Regions from separate parts of the Sus scrofa genome. Here region 2 is linked to region 1. Evidence: chromatin contacts called from public HiChIP or PLAC-seq data. All regions are on one chromosome and are shown on one strand. Each heading gives the region's core, a stretch centred on a gene start, on an enhancer-like site or on the middle of the called end of the contact. The rest is flanking DNA. Distances are from core to core; before and after follow the strand shown.

Region 1 (4,457 bases), core at 651-3,150:
AGGGGGGGCTTGTTGGGATTGTGCACACTTGGAGTGGCCCCCGGAGCTGAAGCAGAAGCTGGGCTTTCCGAAGCCGGGCGGCTAGCTCGCTCCCGTCTCCCGCCCCCGCCACGGCACTCCTCCCTCCTTCTCTGCGAGTGTGTAGTTTCCGAGGCTCCGCTGCTACCGCCGCCGCCGCCGCCGCTACAGCAGCGTCAGGGACTAGCTTGAGCCGAGAGCGAGGCAGTGAGCTCCCAGCAGCAACCATCACTTTGGGCAAACTTGCGGGTTTCCGGCTGGCGGCTCGCGAGCGGGAGGTTCCCGCTTGCCATTCAGCGCCTTTGAGTCGCGGCAGTCAAAGAGACGGCTGGAGCGCCCGCACCAGACTCTCCCAGACACGAAAGGGGACGAGACAACTGCGGAATTCACCAGCCGTGCCAGGGCACTTCCGAGGCAACAACCGACTGGCACTTTTTCTCCCCTTGGCAAACTGGATTTTTTTTTTTTTTAAGCTACTTGGCAGCTGTCTCTGACTCCCCCCCCCCGCCCCCATGCCTTTTGCTTTTCTTCGGAAATCCGGACAGAATTGGGCATCTTTGTTAATTGCCGTTGGGGGAGCCCGGCCGGGGGCTTCCACCAGGCGAAAGTCGCCTGCGCACCGAGCCTGGTTTGCTCACCTTTGAACTGCAAAGGGATCAAGTTCAGCTCGAGTTGCTAGCGTTGGGACTGGGAGGACGAAGAGAGAGCGTGCAGGAGAGAGGAGTGGGAGAAGGGGAAAGGGGAAAGGAGAGGAGGGAGGAGAGAGGAGGAGGAGAGAGGAGAGGGAGGGAGGGGAGGGATCGAGAGAGAGCGCGGAGAGAGAGAGGCTGCAATCTCCTCCCTGAATCGCGCACAGCGCTGCAGATCCCAGTGCTCTGACATGCGGGCCGAATGCAGGTGAGGAAAGGCACGGACTCTGCGGCTGCGAACCCAAACTTGGGCACCGCACGGTGCGCACGGCTCAGCCTTCAACCCCGCGGGCGAAAGGCTGCTGCGGTTTCAGGCGGCGGCTTCGTGACTAATGACCTTGCGCAGAGTAGTTAAGAAAAAAAAAGAAACCCGAGCTCTCGTGGGTGAAAAGGGACTGACTCTCTGGGCGTCTCTGAAGATGGCTTGGACTGCTCTTTCGCGCGCGGGGGGAACCCGGACGCGGACCGCTGTGTGACGCGAGTGGTCTCCACTGCACCGTGCCCGAAGCGACCTGCCGGGATTTTTCATTCTCGATCTGTTGACTGGCTCTCCCGCTGCCTGAGCGGAGTCGGAGTTGAGACTGGCTTGTTGCTGGCCCTAGCACCTCGTGCAGGAAGCGACTCACGTTTGCCTGGGCAGCCGGAGCAGAAGCTTGGTCTGGAGTGAGTGGCTGGAACGTGAATTGGAGTCAACTCGAGTAGCAGCAGCAAAGACGAGCGGGGTTGGCAGGCGGGGGAGGCTGCAGACTCGCTCCCCGCCGCTTCCCGGCTCCACTGCCCGCGTGCCGGAGCGGTTCCGGCCCCATCCGACACAGCAGGGACGGGAGTCCGGGATCCTCTGCCCGTTGCGGGGATGACTCTGGGGGGGCGCCGAGCTCGCGGCGCGCAGTGTCCCGTGAACTGTGAGTACTGCAACTGAACGGCGGCTGGCGAGCGGGCGATTAGCACCCATTGCATGAATTATGAAACAATAACTTTCGGAAGAAGCAGGAGGGAAAAAAAGAAGAATCTAACGCTGGTCTCCCCTGGCCGACTTTGGACGCTGCTCTTGCCCCCTCCCACCTCTCCCTCTCGCTTCTTCCCTTCTCGGAGAGGGGAGAGGACTGGGAGGAGGGCAGGCGACTGGCCTCGGAGAAGGGGGGCGCCGAGGGGGCCGTGATTAGAAGGAGCAGTAGCAGCAGCAGCAGGAGAAGATGCTGAGGATGCGGACCATGGGATGGGCGCGCGCCTGGTGCCTGGGCTGCTGTCTCCTTTTGCCGCTCTCGCTCAGCCTGGCGGCCGCCAAGCAACTCCTCCGGTACCGACTGGCCGAGGAGGGCCCAGCAGACGTCCGCATCGGCAACGTCGCCTCAGACTTGGGCATCGTGACCGGCTCCGGTGAGGTGACTTTCAGCCTCGAGTCGGGCTCGGAGTACCTGAAGATCGACAACCTCACCGGCGAGCTTAGTACAAGCGAGCGACGCATTGACCGCGAGAAGCTGCCCCAGTGTCAGATGATCTTCGACGAAAACGAGTGCTTTCTGGACTTCGAGGTGTCGGTGATCGGGCCCTCGCAGAGCTGGGTGGACCTTTCGAAGGTCGGGTCATCGTGCTCGACATCAACGACAACACGCCCACCTTCCCGTCTCCCGTGCTCACGCTCACGGTGGAGGAGAACCGGCCGGTGGGCACTCTCTACCTGCTGCCCACCGCCACCGACCGTGACTTCGGCCGAAACGGCATCGAGCGCTACGAGCTGCTCCAGGAGCCCGGGGGCGGCGGTGGCGGCGGCGGCGAAGGCCGGCGCGCCGGGCCTGCCGACAGCGCCCCCTACCCCGGGGGCGGCGGGAACGGCGCGAGCGGTGGCGGCCCTGGAGGCTCCAAGAGGCGGCTGGACGCGCCAGAAGGCGGCGGCGGGACCAACCCGGGCGGCCGCAGCAGTGTGTTCGAACTGCAGGTGGCCGACACCCCGGATGGCGAAAAGCAGCCGCAGCTAATTGTGAAGGGGGCGCTGGACCGCGAACAGCGCGACTCCTATGAGTTGACCCTGCGGGTGCGCGACGGCGGCGACCCGCCTCGATCCTCTCAGGCCATCCTGCGGGTGCTTATCACCGACGTGAACGACAACAGCCCCCGCTTTGAGAAGAGCGTGTATGAGGCTGACCTGGCAGAGAACAGCGCCCCGGGGACCCCCATCCTGCAGCTGCGTGCCGCCGACTTGGACGTGGGGGTCAACGGGCAGATAGAGTACGTTTTCGGGGCGGCTACCGAGTCTGTGCGGCGGTTACTGCGCCTCGACGAGACGTCCGGCTGGCTCAGTGTCCTGCACCGTATCGACCGCGAGGAGGTGAACCAGCTGCGCTTCACCGTCATGGCCCGCGATCGTGGGCAGCCCCCCAAGACCGACAAGGCCACGGTGGTCCTTAATATCAAGGACGAGAACGACAATGTGCCGTCCATTGAAATCCGCAAGATCGGTCGTATCCCACTCAAGGACGGGGTGGCCAATGTGGCAGAGGACGTTCTAGTCGACACTCCCATTGCCCTGGTGCAGGTGTCCGACCGAGACCAAGGCGAGAACGGAGTGGTCACCTGCACTGTAGTGGGCGACGTGCCCTTCCAGCTCAAGCCAGCCAGTGACACAGAGGGCGACCAGAACAAGAAAAAGTACTTCCTGCACACCTCGGCCCCTTTGGACTATGAGACCACCCGGGAGTACAACGTAGTCATAGTGGCGGTGGACTCAGGCAGCCCCAGCCTCTCCAGCAACAACTCCCTGATTGTCAAGGTGGGGGACACCAATGACAACCCGCCCGTCTTTGGGCAGTCGGTAGTGGAGGTTTACTTTCCTGAGAACAACATCCCTGGAGAGAGGGTAGCCACCGTGCTGGCGACAGACGCAGACAGCGGGAAAAACGCTGAAATCGCCTACTCGCTGGACTCTTCTGTGATGGGGATCTTCGCCATCGATCCCGATTCAGGGGACATCCTCGTCAATACCGTGCTGGACCGCGAGCAGACTGACAGGTATGAGTTTAAAGTTAACGCCAAAGACAAAGGCATCCCAGTGCTACAGGGCAGCACCACAGTGATTGTGCAGGTGGCTGACAAGAATGACAACGATCCTAAGTTTATGCAGGACATCTTTACCTTTTACGTGAAAGAAAACTTGCAGCCCAACAGCCCCGTGGGAATGGTCACGGTGATGGATGCTGACAAGGGGCGCAATGCAGAGATGAGCCTGTACATAGAGGAGAACAGTAACATTTTTTCCATTGAAAATGACACGGGGACCATTTACTCCACAATGTCTTTTGACCGGGAACATCAGACCACTTACACATTCAGAGTCAAGGCTGTGGATGGAGGAGATCCTCCCAGATCTGCCACAGCCACAGTCTCTCTCTTTGTGATGGATGAGAATGACAATGCTCCCACAGTTACCCTTCCCAGAAACATTTCCTACACTTTACTGCCACCTTCAAGTAATGTCAGGACAGTAGTAGCTACGGTGTTAGCAACAGACAGTGATGATGGCATCAATGCAGACCTGAACTACAGCATTGTGGGAGGCAATCCCTTCAAGCTGTTTGAGATTGATCCCACCAGTGGTGTGGTTTCCTTAGTGGGAAAACTCACACAAAAGCATTATGGCTTGCACAGGTTGGTGGTGCAAGTGAATGACAGTGGGCAGCCTTCCCAGTCCACCACAACTCTGGTGCATGTGTTTGTCAATGAAAGTGTTTCAATGCAACAGTGATCGACTCCCAG
Region 2 (4,048 bases), core at 1,178-3,677, 79 kb after region 1:
AATTTAATTACACTAAGGAGGGAAGAAAGAAAGGCATTTCAAATGGAGAAGAAATCATGAGCAAAATGATAAAAGCATCAAAGTTCATCATTTATTTGGCAAAAGGTACATAATCCAGTGTGCTTAGAGCATAGGGAACATGGGAAGAGGGACTAGATATGAACTGGAAAGATTAAATATTCAACTCAAGACAAGCCTTGAATTTTATGCCTAGAAATTTGGGTTTATCCTGTAAGCATTGGGAAGTCACTGAAAGCTTTAAGCAAGAGTGTGACAAAATAAGTGTTTTAGAATGATGACTCTGTGGGAAAAGTGGAAGGCATTTTATAGAAAAACTACCGAAAGAAGGGATAGTTGTCAGGGAACTCATATAATCTCATAAAGTATGATGATGTGATTCTGATGCCATGACTTTGGAGATCAATCAAGCAGCATATAGACAGGTGGATGTGAGATATTTGGCAGATAATTGGAGGTTGGGGAGAAGAGGAGAGATAAATCAGGAATGGATAAGACTTTTGTTTTAGATTTTAGTTTTGAGCATTTTAATAAGAAAGTGAGATTTGAAATGTAGGAGATTAAGTTTAGGAAAAGAAAGAATTAAACAGTTCACCTACATTTAGCGATAGGTGACTTCAAGCAAGTATGTGAACTCCCTGGAAAATAGATAGAGGGTGTAAAAACAGAAGGTAGCAAAGGACCAGTCTTGTTGGGACATGGAGAAGATGCCATAAAAGAAGCACCAAAGAAGTAAATGTATAATCTGAAGAAAGCCGTGTGATGCAAAGCTGGAAAAAAACAGAAAGTGTTTCTGCTCATAGACATACTAATAGTAACAACATCAAAAGTGGTAATAATAGCAGACATTGACTTAACCCTTACTAGGCACTGGATTTTGTACTAAAAATGTTACACGGATGAGATCATTTACTACTACTAGTAAAATTTGTTTTCAAGCAATAGAAATAAAGTTTATAACTTAATGTTTTAAATGACAATGGCTTTGGGAACCACCAGTGGGGCTCACAAAGTTCTAGTAGAGGATAAACATGTTCAGAAAAGAGAAACATCCAGAGGGTAGAAGTAAATTCCCAGGTTAACGGGGATCGGTAAACTGTCTTTTTCAAGCTCACTATTCAGACCCTAGGGAGGAAATGCTGAAATCCCCTTTTGGGGTAACTTGTCAACTTTTTGGTTGACAAGAAGAGCAACATACTTTGCATAACAGCGTTACCAGATTAAATTCAGTGAGTGAAAGTAATTTGCTCTGAGGAACTTGGAATATTTTTAGAAGTAACCCATACATCCCAGTTTAAATATGAGGGAACTAAATCTTAGGGAAGTTAAATGCCTTGCCCAAATTTAAACATTTAGTAAGTGAATGAATCCATATTAAAGCCAAACTCCCAGCATTCAGATCAAGAAAATTGAAGACTGAGATGACTCTTTTATGTAGCATTTCTAGTGGTTTCATCAGCATGGTGACCAGGTAAGATTACATCAGGTTTTCTGGAGCCAGTTTTAAATAAGCAGAGCCATTGAATACAAGGTACTTTACCAAGATTTTTTTTAAGAAAGAAGAGGAAACAGCAATTTGATAGTGGAAGAGAGGAAGGTTTTTTTTTTTTTTTTTTTTTTTTTTTTTACAAAATAGGGAAATTCAGGTTGGTTTGTATTGAGAAAAGGTGAGAGGTTGAACAGAAAAGAGAAGACACATTGATGAAACAAGATCTTGTCAGAGGCAGAAAGGAGTGGAATCAAAAGGTCAGATGAACAAGAGAATGAAGATTTTTCTCAGATGCAAAGTGAAGTCCCTATGAGTAAAGATACTGATAAATTTGGAGATGTAGAGGAGGGAAGCGGAGTGGGTTCACGCCTGATAGCCTCAGTGTTCTCAGCAGTAGGAGGTGAAATCATATGTTGAGGTTGAGGGGAGTGAGGGTGAGAGAGGGGTATCTGAGGAGGGTGTGGTGGGAACAGCTGCTGTGTGGAATGGGAAGACCAGCCAAGTAGGAATGAGTAATAGGGCTGCTAAACAGCTCAGAGTTCAGCTGACAACGGAAATCATAAATTTGTAGCAGAGTCAATCAGCGTGGTTATTCAATTTTCTCAGTAACTCTTGGCAGCCCAGGAGGAGGAGGAGAGCAAACAGATGGTAGGATTGATTTGGTAATGGGATTGGCAAGGCAGCTGTGAGAGGTCAAAGAATGGAAGAATCAATTGCACCCAGGAAAGTGTGTTATCAGGGGGATCAAAATTAGGAAGAGATGACAGTTGAACCAGGAAGGACTGGACACTGCTAAAAAAGTGGACGGGAAAAGTTGCCTTCGAAGCCTAAGAAGAATTTTTCTGGGCATGAGAGGGATAGGGGATTAGAGAGGAGAATTTCACAATTCTGGATAGGACAGTAGAACACTTTTTGTTTAGCAACAACCCGTTTTGTATCCATGGGTGTGGATTGCCAAAGCTGAGTGGGAGTGTTAGTCACTGAATATAGGGGCAAAAGAATTTTGAAGCTAAATAGTTCAGTGAGTCATCCAAGTCATCTAGGATGATGACAAGCAATAGAAGAAAAACAAAACCAACCAACCAAACAAACAAAAACACCAAAACCAAAAAACAAACAGGTCAGTTGCCAAATTATCCTAGTGAATTGATGAAGTACTTGTAGTTGACAAGATTTAAAAGACAGTTTGATTAATTGTTTGGGTTTTGTAGACAGAGGGTTTATTGAACGAAGAGAACAAAACAATGTCTCAGAACTGGGAGGGAAAGTCCAAGAGAATGTCCCTCTTCCTCTTTGCCCTGAGATAGGAAGATGCTTACTGCTTTTTCTAGTGTGTAGTGAAATCTATGTGAATAAAACAACTCATTGCAAGCAATTCCCATGCATGACAACTTAATTTGTTTTTAGCCTAAGATATGTTCTAGTGGATAAATTTCTTCTTCTCTACTAAGTCTAATACTAATTTGCATTTAAACATATCGTAATATAACCTCACCTAAACACAAAGTGCCTGACTACCAAAAAAAAAAAAAAAAAAAAAAACTCTCAGTTTTAGCCTCAGGTTTCTGATCTTCTTCAGTAAAACTTATCAAAGTGGTAGAGTTCCCGTCGTGGCTCAGTGGTAACGAACCCGACTAGTATCCATGAGGATGCAGGTTTGAATTCCTGGCCTTGCTCCACTGGTTAAGGATCCAGCCTTGCTGTGGTGTAGGCCAGCAGCTGCAGTTGTGATTCGACCCTAGCCCAGGGCCTTAAAAGCAAAAACAACAACAACAACAACAAACTCATCATGGAGTCCGTCTGGTCATTCCCCACTTACATCTAAAAGTCTTCTCAATCCACTACTAGGAGTCTTTTGTCCTTTCCACTCCACAGATAATGGCCATGTCAAGGTGACCAGAATTCCTTTGGCTGAATCCAGTGGTCAGTTCTGTCTCTTAGTCTAAATCTTAGCATTGGAGTGGTTGTTCACTCCCTCCCCCTGGAGCACTTACCACCATATTCACTTGGTTTTCCTCCTCCATCGCTGACTACATTTTCTTAGTTTCCTATGCTGCTTCTACTAGGTGTCTGTCATAAGTGCTCCTGGATTTTGTTTTTATGTATCACCAACCCATGCATCTCACCTGGACTCCATGCTTAATACATCTCCCCATTCAGCTTTTCCATTGGTAAAGGTATAAGTGTTTAGAAGTATACTTGGCACAGAATAAGTGCTCAATAATTGTTAGTTATCACAAACATGACAGAGTAGAAGTAGAACCATGGATCTTTTTCCTCATACACCTGTTTGTCCTCTTCATAAATCTTTTTCATTTGAGTGAATGGTACTAATATCCACCCATTGTTTTTCAGGGGAACCCCCCCCAGATCATCTTTTGCTCCTTTCCCTTATAGTCCACCCCAATCCATCTGTAATTTCTGTTACCTTTCGTACCGAGTCTAACCACTTTTCACCACCTTCTCTTCTAAATCATAATCAAAGCCACCAAAATCTGCTGATTCCCCAATTCTACTGTGTTCCCTACAATATACATGGAC

The links. HiChIP or PLAC-seq counts read pairs in DNA pulled down with a chosen protein or histone mark.
Region 2: an H3K27ac HiChIP or PLAC-seq map of skeletal muscle shows a contact between it and region 1. The contact joins the enhancer-like site here to the promoter of PCDH7 in region 1. A contact is called at or near these places in 5 of 47 Hi-C or Micro-C datasets (adipocytes, embryonic fibroblasts, retroperitoneal adipose tissue and 2 more) and 1 of 2 datasets of contacts at active chromatin or transcription factors (skeletal muscle).

The regions. Positions count from the first base shown.
Region 1 is chr8:23,457,575-23,462,031 of Sscrofa11.1, forward strand. PCDH7 (protocadherin 7) reads left to right here and starts at 1,901. Exons shown (of 5, transcript NM_001244484.1): 1 at 1,901-2,277; 2 at 2,280-4,431; 3 at 4,434-4,457. The coding sequence starts at 1,901.
Region 2 is chr8:23,536,189-23,540,236 of Sscrofa11.1, forward strand. All of the region lies in intron 3 of PCDH7 (protocadherin 7), which reads left to right. Among named protein-coding and RNA genes, the nearest start is that of PCDH7, 79 kb to the left of the region's middle. Within about 2 kb of position 2,428, at least 12 of the 83 cell types and tissues checked have an H3K27ac peak or open chromatin away from gene starts, as enhancers often do. A contact at or near this core is called in retroperitoneal adipose tissue and skeletal muscle, where this site is marked.